3 separate regions of the Sus scrofa genome follow, and all the other regions are linked to region 1. The links are chromatin contacts, called in public HiChIP or PLAC-seq maps. All regions are on one chromosome and are shown on one strand. Each heading gives the region's core, a stretch centred on a gene start, on an enhancer-like site or on the middle of the called end of the contact. The rest is flanking DNA. Distances are from core to core; before and after follow the strand shown. Region 1 holds the start of ANKLE2 (ankyrin repeat and LEM domain-containing protein 2). Region 2 holds the start of PGAM5 (serine/threonine-protein phosphatase PGAM5, mitochondrial). Region 3 holds the start of GOLGA3 (golgin subfamily A member 3).

Region 1 (3,248 bases), core at 509-3,008:
GGCTGGTGATGTTGAACATCTTTCCATGTTTATTTGTCTATACTATTTTTGTAATTTTTTTAAATTCTAAAATGATCTGGGAGTTCCCACCATAGCGCAGCAGCAACAAATCCGACTAGGAACCATGAGGTTGTGGGTTTGATCCCTGGCCTTGCTCAGTGGGTTAAGAATCCTGCGTTGCCGTGAGCTGTGGCGTAGATTGCAGACAAGGCTCAGATCTGGCATTGCTGTGGCTCTGGCGTAGGCTGGCAGCAACACCTCTGATTAGACCCCTAGCCTGGTAACCCCCATGTGCCACAAATGTGGCCCTAAAAAGACAAAAAAAAAAAAAAAAATCTAAAATGATCTTAGGAGTTCCCTTGTGGTACAGTGGGTTAAGGATCTGGGGTTGTCACTGCAGCATCTTGAGTCATTGCTGTTGTGAGTGAACTTGTACATGGCCTGGGCATGACCAAAAAAAGATTTTAAAATGAAAGCTACATTTTAAAAATAGGCGTTCCCATCATGGCTCAGCGGAAATGAATCTGACTAGTATCCGTGAGGAGGCAGGTTCAATCCCTGGCCTTAATCAGTGGGTTAAGGATCCAGAGTTGCTGTGAACTGTTGTGTAGGTCACAGATGCGGCTTGGATCCTTCGTCCCTGTGGCTGTGTTGTAGGCTGGCAGCTGCAGCTCCAATCTGACCCCCAGCCTGGGAACCTCCATATGCCGCACCTTCAGCCCTCAAAAGACATTAAAAAAAAAAAAAAAAAAAAAAAAACCGCGAAAAAGACTCCAAACTATAATCTCTTAGCCCCAGACCCTACTGGCCTCATGCATCCTTTAGCATTAGTGTCTGCATAATTTCTTGTCTCAGGTGTCCTGCACTGGATTTTTTGGCACAGTGTTGACAGCCAGCATGCTGGCCAAATCAGCATGCTATCACTAAAGGTGCCACCTAAAACTTTCCTAAGGGGATGAGAGAAGGTAAAACAACCAGAAACTCAACAGGATGGAGGGCAAGCTGGACTCCATGTCAAAAGGCCTACACCCCCACCTGGCTTCTGCCTCGGACCTGTGTTATCTCTGCCGCAGCAAATATTCCTGGGGCCTGTTTTCTCAGCTGTTAAGAAATAAGTCACGCGTAAGGACAACTTTAGTCAGGAAATTTCAAGATGAGATCATCAATTGTGCTATGTGCTAATAAAATTTTCATCTTCCCATCAAAGTATTAGAGGAACTCTAGCTTATCCTCCAGAAAGAAACCAGGCCTGCGGGCAAGGGGTCCCGGATGCCCTCAATTGAGGTTCACTCGGCCTACTCAAATTAAGGCCTCAAACTAACTGAAGTGCTTGCAGACGCGGCACCCGAGCTTCCAGTCTCACGGCTTTTCCCCATCTGTAAGTCAAGGACTCCGTAGTTTTACTCCAAGTCTCTTCCCAGAACACCGACTCCTGCCGGGGTAGGATCCAGGCCCCGAGAGAGGAGACCAGGGAGGGGAAGGGATATGAATCCCGGGAGACAGAGGACCGGCCTTACCTGGATCTGGGAATGGGGCCGCGGACGCGCAGGGCAGCGGGTCGGGAGGTCCACTCCGGCCCAGGACCCGCGGCCGCCGGTCCAGCCGCCGCACCAGCCAGCGCACGGCGATCAGCAGCACTGAGGCACCCAGCAGCTCCCAGGCCAGCGCCGCCCACTCGGCTGCCGCCAGCCGGGGCCACAGCATTGCCACCGCTCGCCCGGTTGTCGCCGCCGCCGCCGCCGCCACCGCCGAGGGCCGCCCGAGGACCCCGCGTGCCGGGCTGTCCGCACCACCGCCTGACGGCGCCGCGCCCGACAGCGGCTGGCGCGGGGCCGAGTCTGCACGAGCGAAACAAGGCGCTCGTCCCCGCGCCCAGCAGCCAGACGAGGGAGTGCGTTCGCGGCTCCAGTCCCTACAGGCGCGGGGCGGGTAACTGAGCGGTCAGGCAGTGGCGCTGGCAGCCCGGCACGCGGGGTCCTGACGCAGGCGGGCGGTACCTGGGCGGGTCAAGGCGGGCCCAGGCCTGGGGCGGGCAGCTCGGGGTGGGTCCCAAAGCGTGTCCAAACTCGGGGTGGGCAGCCCGGTGGAGGCGTAGTTAGCGGGTGAGTCCGTGCGGAGGTTTAGGCCGGGCCCAGGTTTTGGTCGCGGCGGGAATCACAGATGAACCCACAGGGTTTCCCTGGAAAGACCAGGTCTGCGTTGCGCAGTGTGGACGTGCCTGCTTCGTCGGGTCAAAGCGACTATGATTCTACAGGCAAGCTTTGGATATTTTATTCTTAACTTTACAACAGCTAAATTACTGACAGCTTACGATTTTAGAGAACAAGTTTCTCCCACGTGAAGCAAGCCGACTGAACTGATACCTGTTAACTCTGCAGCGGACTCTTGTCTGTGTCCGGCTTCTCTGGCCGGTTAGATAACTCTCTTCGTACCCCAGCCCTGCTGGCACCTAAGTCTCCCAAGAAACGGAGGGGGTCTCGTAAGGCTTCAGGCTGTGCGACCCCATTTAACTCTCAGGGACAGATTGGGGAGTCGTCGCCGCGGGCCGGGGCGCAGCAGACTATAAAGAGACACAGGGAATTTTAGGGACCGGTGGAAACATTCATTCTGTCCTGATGGGTGGACACAACTACCTAAGCTTGTCAGAACTCTCAGACATGTACGATAAAACAATGAATTTTACTCTATAATCCATGCATTAATTTTTTATTTTAATTTTTGCCATTTCTAGGGCCGCTCCTGAGGCATATGGAGGTTCCCAGGCTAGGGGTCTAATCGGAGCTGTAGCCGCCGGCCTACACCACAGCTACAGCAACGCGGGATCCGAGCTCACGGCAACACCGGATCCTTAACCCACTGAGCGAGGCCAGGAATCAAACCTGCAACTTCATGGTTCCTAGTCGGATTCGTTAACCACTGAGCCACGATGGGAACTTTAGGTTTTTTTCTATTTAAAAAATTAATGCCTGTGGAGCTCCGATTAGATCCCTAGCCTGGGAACCTCCATATGCCGTGGGAGCGGCCCAAGACATAGCAAAAAGACAAAAAATAAAAAAAAAAAAATTGGACAGTACTAATAGTCACTTGAGCAGAACAGAAAAGTCAGTGAATTTGAGGATGGGTGAATTGCAAATTAAACCAACAATGATACTACTTTACACCCACCGGAATGATTAAAACTAAAAGACCAACAGTATCAAATCTTGGTGAGGATGTGGGGCAGTTTTGGAATTCTCATAAACTGTGGT
Region 2 (3,263 bases), core at 78-2,577, 35 kb before region 1:
CTCATGGATACTAGTCAGGCTTGTTACTGCTGTGCCACAATGGGAACTCTTACACAGAGAGATTTTTTGTTTCTTTTTAGGGCCGCACCTGTGGCATATGGAAGTTCCCAGGCTCGGGGTTGAATCAGAGCTGTAGCCGCCAGCGTACACCACAGTCACAGCCACACCAGATCCAAGCCGAGACTGTGACCTACACCACAACTCACGGAAACTCCAGATCCTTAACCCACTGAACAAGGCTAGGGATCGAACCCGCAACCTCATGGTTGCTAGTTGGATTCGTTAACCACTACGCCGTGACAGGAACTCCATCAACGCCGGATCCTTAATCCACTGAGCAAGGCCTGGGATGGAAACAGCATCCTCATAGATACTAATTGGGTTTGTAACCCACTGAACCACAACAGTACTCCTGACTCTACTTCTCTGAAGATTCCTGGAGCAAAGTCATAAAATGTAGGGTAGTGGGTGCTAAGGGCTGGCAGAGGAGAGTGGGGAGTTAAGTGTTTGAGAAGATGAAAAAGTTCTGGAGATGGCACGACAAAGACAAAGTGCTTAATGCCACTGAGCTGTGTCCCTAAAAATGGTTAAGATGGAGTTCCCATCCTGGCTTAGCGGTTAAGGAATCCTACTAAGATCCATGAGGATGTGGGTTAGATCTCTGGCCTCCATGGGGTTCAGGATCTGGCAATGCGGTGAGCTGTGGTGTAGGACAGGGATCAGATCCCGTGTCGCTGTGGCTGTGGCGTAGACCAGCAGCTACAGCTCCGGTTGGACCTCTAGCCTGGGAACTTCCATATGCCACAGGTGCGGCCCTAAAAAGTTAAAAAAAAAAAAAAAAGGTTAAGATGCTAAGTTTTATGTTACGTGTTATTTTACTACTTAAAAACAAAGCAACCGGGAGTTCCTGTCGTGGCTGAGCAGTTAACGAACAGGACTAGAATCCATGAGGACGAGGGTTTGATCCCTAGCCTCGCTCAGGGGGTTAAGGATCCCGCCTTGCCACAAGCTGTGGTGTAGATTGCAGACGCGGCTTGGATCTTGCGTTGCTGTGGCTGTGGTGTAACGCGGGTGGCTACAGCTCCGATTTTACCCCAAGTCTGGGAAACTCCGTATGCCCTAGAAAAACAAACCCCCCCAAACCCAAAGCAACCTGTAGGAGATCCCCAGTTCACTTACACTAGAACCCCAATTATCTGTAGGGCACGGGTTCCCTCCGGGCTCTTTGCAGAGCTGACCCCTCGCCCAGACCCCACGGCGCGCCAGCTCCAGTCGGTACCACCCCCGAAGGCGGCTCCACTGGAACGCCGCGTGAACACCCGCCACCCTCGCCACCCGAAGTCGGGAACGGCAGGCACCCGGGGCCTGCAGCACCAGACCGAGAGGAGCATTAGAGGATCACCGCCCACCGCGGGGGCTGCACCTTGGATGCCGGAAGTCGTCCCCTGCCCGGTTGGGCGTTCCCGGCGACCCCCGCGCAACCCTCCGGCGGGAAGCGCACGCCTGACGAAGCGTGTCCCTCACGGGGTGCCGTCCGCGCCCGTGAGCGCCTGCGCGGGGTTGGCGCGAGTCTGGCCGGCATGGCGTTCCGGCAGGCGCTGCAGCTGGCGGCCTGCGGCCTGGCTGGGGGCTCGGCTGCGGTCCTTTTCTCCGCAGTGGCGGTGGGGAAGCCCCGCGCGGGCGGGGACGCGGAGCCGCGCGTGGTCGAGCCGCCGGCGTGGGCGGGGGCCGCGCGCCCCGGGCCCGGCGTCTGGGACCCCAACTGGGACAGGTGCGGGGTCCGCGGGTGGAGTCCTGGCAGCCCCAGACGGCCGCCGGCGGGAGCCCTCCTGGGCCCTGGCGGCTACATTCGGCCGATGGGGTCGGTAGAGGGGCAGGCAGGGCGGGCGAGGCCGGCTTGCGTGCGGGTTTCTCTTTCGGTTCTGGCTGCAAGGCTGCCTGTGGATGTGGGCCGCCCCCGACTTTTTCTGAGCCCCAGTTTCCTCGTGCGTCCCGCCCGGCCCCACTTCTGAGCCTCAGCACGCTCGTCTACCGGAGGGTCGTTCTGAGGAACTAGCACAGTGATGCCGGGGACAGTGCCCAGTACACAGGGAAGCCCGAAGTGGCTATTTGCCGTCCTAGACCGAGGGCTTGGGCTTCCTTAGGGCTCTCTTCCTTATTTCCTCTCTCTCAACTTGGGAATCCTCAGATTAGATAATGATTCCCTGTTTTCAGTCCAGCTGAGAAGGAGGTGGATGTGGGTCCTTAAAAGGAAGGGAATCTGCTGGGAAGATATAGAAGGATAAGGACTAGCAGCCATCTTGAATAGGAACCTGAGCTTCCCGGGGTCTCGGGCCCCTGCCTGGCCGCTCGCTGTCACCTGTTCTTATTGAGCACTTGAAATGTGGCACCTGTGACCAGGAAACAATATTTAGGTTTACTCAGTGTTAATTAGAATTAAAAAACAAAGCAGTGCAGATTTTAAAGTACTGGGTTGAAACGATAGTATTTTGATACATTGGAGTAAATAAAGTGAGTTATTGAAATTTCCCGTTTCTTCCTACTTTGTAAATGGGGATACTTGGGAATTTAAAATTATATACGTTGCCAGTGTTCTTTTTCTATTGGACAGCGCTGCTCTGGAGTCTGGGAGTGGCTGTTGTGGGTTGGTTTACATAGTCCTAGTTCTTTACTACTTGACAGTTGACTCTGAGTGTGGGGTGCAGAACTAATATTTATTGTTAGTCATATCAGGAACTTCGTAGGTATTTTTTTTTTAATTTTTAAGAAAAACCTATTTTAGTTTTACATTTGGAGAAAACTTGGAAAGGTAATAGAGTTCCTGTATACTCCACACCCAATATAGAATATTTGTCACAACCAGAGATCCAGTTACATGTTATCATTAACTGATGTCCATACTTTCTTGAGATTCCTCAGTTTTTACATATCGTCCATTATCTCTTCCAGGATCCCACCTGACAGGCAGCCCTGGCTCCTTTTGGTTTTGACAGTTTCTCAGACTTCCCTTATTTTGGTGACCTGGACAATTTTGAGGAGCTCTGGTTAGGAATTTTGTAGAATGTCCCTCAATTGGGATTTTTTTTTTTTTTTTTCCCTTTTTATGGCCACACCTGCAACATGGGATTTGTCTCTTTTTCTCATGGTTATATACTGGGGTAGTATTCTCTTATTTATTTTATTTTACTTATATGTTTTTCTTTGCTGCACCTGCAGCATGTGGAAGTTCCTGGCCAGAGATCAAACCTGAACCACAGTGGTAA
Region 3 (3,188 bases), core at 416-2,915, 56 kb after region 1:
CAGCCAGTATTTATATCAAATTACTATGTTTTACATCTGAAACTAACATTGCAAGTTAAAAAAGCACACTGCTGCTTAAGGCAACTGGCTTAAAAAAAATAAAAAAGACTACTTCTGAATTTGAGTTATGTCATATGATTTTTATTTCCTTTTCTTACCATTCGAGGTGCACTGCAACTGAAAGCTATCACTCCAGTAATGTTTGCAATATTTAAGGGATAATTTAAAATGTTAAAAAAAAAACCATGAGTCCCCAGTAAATGGCTTACAATGTCCCAGTGGTTTTCAATCACACTGACAATAAAATCTAAGCCTCTTACCACGAACTAGGAAGCTGCATACCGTCTAGCCCCTTCCTACATTGCATCCTTGTCCCCTCTCACTTTCTTCCTTTTTCATTACACGCTTGCCATACTGTATCTAAAAAAACACCAATTTACTCCTCCCTCAGGGCTTCACACTTGGTCATCTTGCCTGAAACAGTCTTATCGCATGTTTGCATGGCTAGTTTCTTGTCATAGAGGCTTTGACTCAAAAGTCACCTCCCCCAAGACCTTCTTATAGATCTGGCCCAAGCACCACGCAATACTCTCTCAGAAATGGCTTCATTTACTGTCTGTATCCCTCCACTACAGCGCGAGCTCAGTGAGGCCCTGACACGACTCCAATCCTATCACCCAGGATCTACAGTGAACAGTGCCGGGCACGACCGACACTCAGCAAAGAGCTGTTGAATGAAGGTCGAGCTGTTCACCTGCATCATACTAGAGACGACGCCTGGTCCCACTCCCTCTGGAAATTATCACTACACTGATGAAAACACCGCTATGAAACACATTCTGGTGAAACACCCAGAAATGAGATGGACTCGAGGTGGAGAGAGAGCAGAGCACACACGGATTCTTTAAACCAGGCTTCACACTAACCACCGGACACCATGTCACGCCTGTCATCTTGACAGAACTTCTACACAAGGACAAGAGATGTTTCTCTGCAGCTCCAACAGCAGCCGTGGGAACCTCTGAACAAATTACTCCCCGGCGCGCGTGGACAGCACTACGGAAGAACGCGAATGTTGGGATATTTATGAGGCCGGTTCCGCTAACAGCTGCACAGTGCAGCTTCTAGGCCCAGAGGCTACCAACGGTGAGGAGCCGGACTAGCGCGGGGCGTTGCCGCTCCAGGTGGAGCCTTGGCCGGCCCTTCGCGTGCGCCCAAAGCCCAGCCGCCCTTCGCCTGTCCCTGGCCCCGACCCAACCGCTGTCCTCCTGTTCCCCACGCCTTCCCCAGCCCAAGCCTCTGCCCAGGCACCGCCCCACGACCCTCACCCCTGCGCTGCGGAAGCCGCGGCGAACGCCCGGCCCGGCTGCTCTGGCTGAGACGTGGCTGCGCGGGGGGCGGAGCACGGCGCGGCGACGGAAAATGACCCCCCGGAAGCCTGCGTGCGCTGTCTCCGTTCCGGAAGAGAGAAAGCCCTCTTCTGTTAGCCAGCAGCTGCCCTCGGGCCCCGAATGCTCCGGCCGCAGGGCTGGAATCCAGCCTAGTCGAAACTCGCCTGAGACGGACTTCAGGAAGCGAATTTGGAGCACCTTCCCTTGTTAAAAAGTAGCTTCGGGACTGGCCGGACCAACTCCGACAGGAAGCCGGACAATTGAGCTTCCGGCGGAAGTGGCGTGGCCAGGCTCTGGTCCCCGCCCCGCCCTAGCTGTCAGGGTGTCGGCGTAGCCATTCCACCCCGCCCCTACCTCGTTGGGGGTTGGCTAGTAAGCACGCGGGGGTGGGGTCTGTGAGGTGCAGAGTTGTGGCTCTGGCACCTGTTCGTCGCCCCTGAGCACCAACCTTCCACCGCGCCAGTCCTCACTTATCTTTCAGGTACCAGTGCAAAAGTGACTCCTGCTTTGGGGCGGTAGCAGTGTTTTATCTTTAAAAAAAACATTGTTGGCATAGGCATGAGGTTTAGGTGAAGGGCTTTTAGGGTTTAGGTAAAGAACACAAAGGAGTTCTCTTGTGGCACGGTGGGTTAAGGATCTGGCGTTGTCACTGCAGCGGCTTGGGTCCCTGCTATGGCACGGGTTCCTTCCCTGGCCCAGAAACTTCCACGTGCTGTGGGCAAAGCCAAAAAAAAAAAAAAATCAGTTGGCTGTTTGTTGAATGTTTCTGGGTTCTCTGCCCTGGTCCATTGATCTCCATGCCTTCTTGTAACACCACAGTCTTCACCAAAATAGCTTTACAGCAAGCCACAATATGGGGTGGAAGATTCCTCCCACTTTATTCTTTTTTTCATTTTGGCAGACCCTCAGCATAAGAAGTTCCGCAGCCAGAGATCAGATCCAAGCCAAAGTTACCACCTATGCCACACCTGTGGCAACCCACAGCTTAACCAACCATGCCAGGCCAGGGATTGAACCTATGTCCCAGAGTAGCAGAGACACTGCCAATCCCATTGTGCCACAGCAGGAACTCCTTATTTTTATTATTATTATTTATTATTAAGGTATTATGTGTATACAATATAATTAGCCCATTTTATGTGTTCAGTTCAATGATTTTTAAAGTAAGTTCAGTTACACTTACTAAATTTTAGTAAATAACACTGAGCTTAATCCATTTAGTTGAAGCTGGATCTATTGCAGTTTGTTGTAGAACACTTTGATAGCTCCAAGGATCCCTCTTGTCCATATACACTCTGTTCCCCTCCACCAGCCCCTGACAACCACTAATCTGTTTTCTTTCTCTATTGATTGGCCTATTCTGTACATTTCATATAAATAAAATCTCACACCATGTGGCCTTTTGTGACTGCCTTCTCTTTTACTTAGCATAGTATTTTGAGGTTCATCTGTGTGTTACCATGTTTCAGAACTTAGCTCCTTTCACAGCTGCATAATACTTATTTAGATATACCCTGTTTTGTTATCCACTAGCCAACCCACCTTTCTTCTTTCCTTCCTACCTTCCTTCCCTCCCTCCCTCCTTCCAATTCACTGTGGCCCATGTATGCCAAGTACTATTTTTTTTTTTTACAAGTAGTTCTTTTTGGGTTTTTTTTTTTTGGTTTTTTTGTTTGTTTGTTTGTTTGTTTGTTTGTTTGTTTTTGTCTTTTTGCCATTTCTTGGGCTGCTCCCGTGGCATATGGAGGTTCCCAGGCTAGGGGTCCAATTGGAGCTGTAGCTGCCAGCCTACGCCAG

The links. HiChIP or PLAC-seq counts read pairs in DNA pulled down with a chosen protein or histone mark.
Region 2: a contact with region 1 is called in an H3K27ac HiChIP or PLAC-seq map of alveolar macrophages. The contact joins the promoter of PGAM5 here to the promoter of ANKLE2 in region 1. A contact is called at or near these places in 2 of 5 promoter capture datasets (fetal liver and liver), 2 of 47 Hi-C or Micro-C datasets (heart right ventricle and liver) and 2 of 2 datasets of contacts at active chromatin or transcription factors (alveolar macrophages and skeletal muscle).
Region 3: an H3K27ac HiChIP or PLAC-seq map of alveolar macrophages shows a contact between it and region 1. The contact joins the promoter of GOLGA3 here to the promoter of ANKLE2 in region 1. A contact is called at or near these places in 2 of 5 promoter capture datasets (fetal liver and liver), 2 of 47 Hi-C or Micro-C datasets (embryonic fibroblasts and liver) and 1 of 2 datasets of contacts at active chromatin or transcription factors (alveolar macrophages).

The regions. Positions count from the first base shown.
Region 1 is chr14:22,744,152-22,747,399 of Sscrofa11.1, reverse strand. It overlaps ANKLE2 (ankyrin repeat and LEM domain-containing protein 2), which reads right to left and starts at 1,758. Exons shown (of 13, transcript XM_021073939.1): 1 at 1,518-1,758. The coding sequence starts at 1,704.
Region 2 is chr14:22,778,968-22,782,230 of Sscrofa11.1, reverse strand. PGAM5 (serine/threonine-protein phosphatase PGAM5, mitochondrial) reads left to right here and starts at 1,327. Exons shown (of 6, transcript XM_021073941.1): 1 at 1,327-1,771. The coding sequence starts at 1,581.
Region 3 is chr14:22,687,781-22,690,968 of Sscrofa11.1, reverse strand. It overlaps GOLGA3 (golgin subfamily A member 3), which reads right to left and starts at 1,665. Exons shown (of 24, transcript XM_021073868.1): 1 at 1,556-1,665.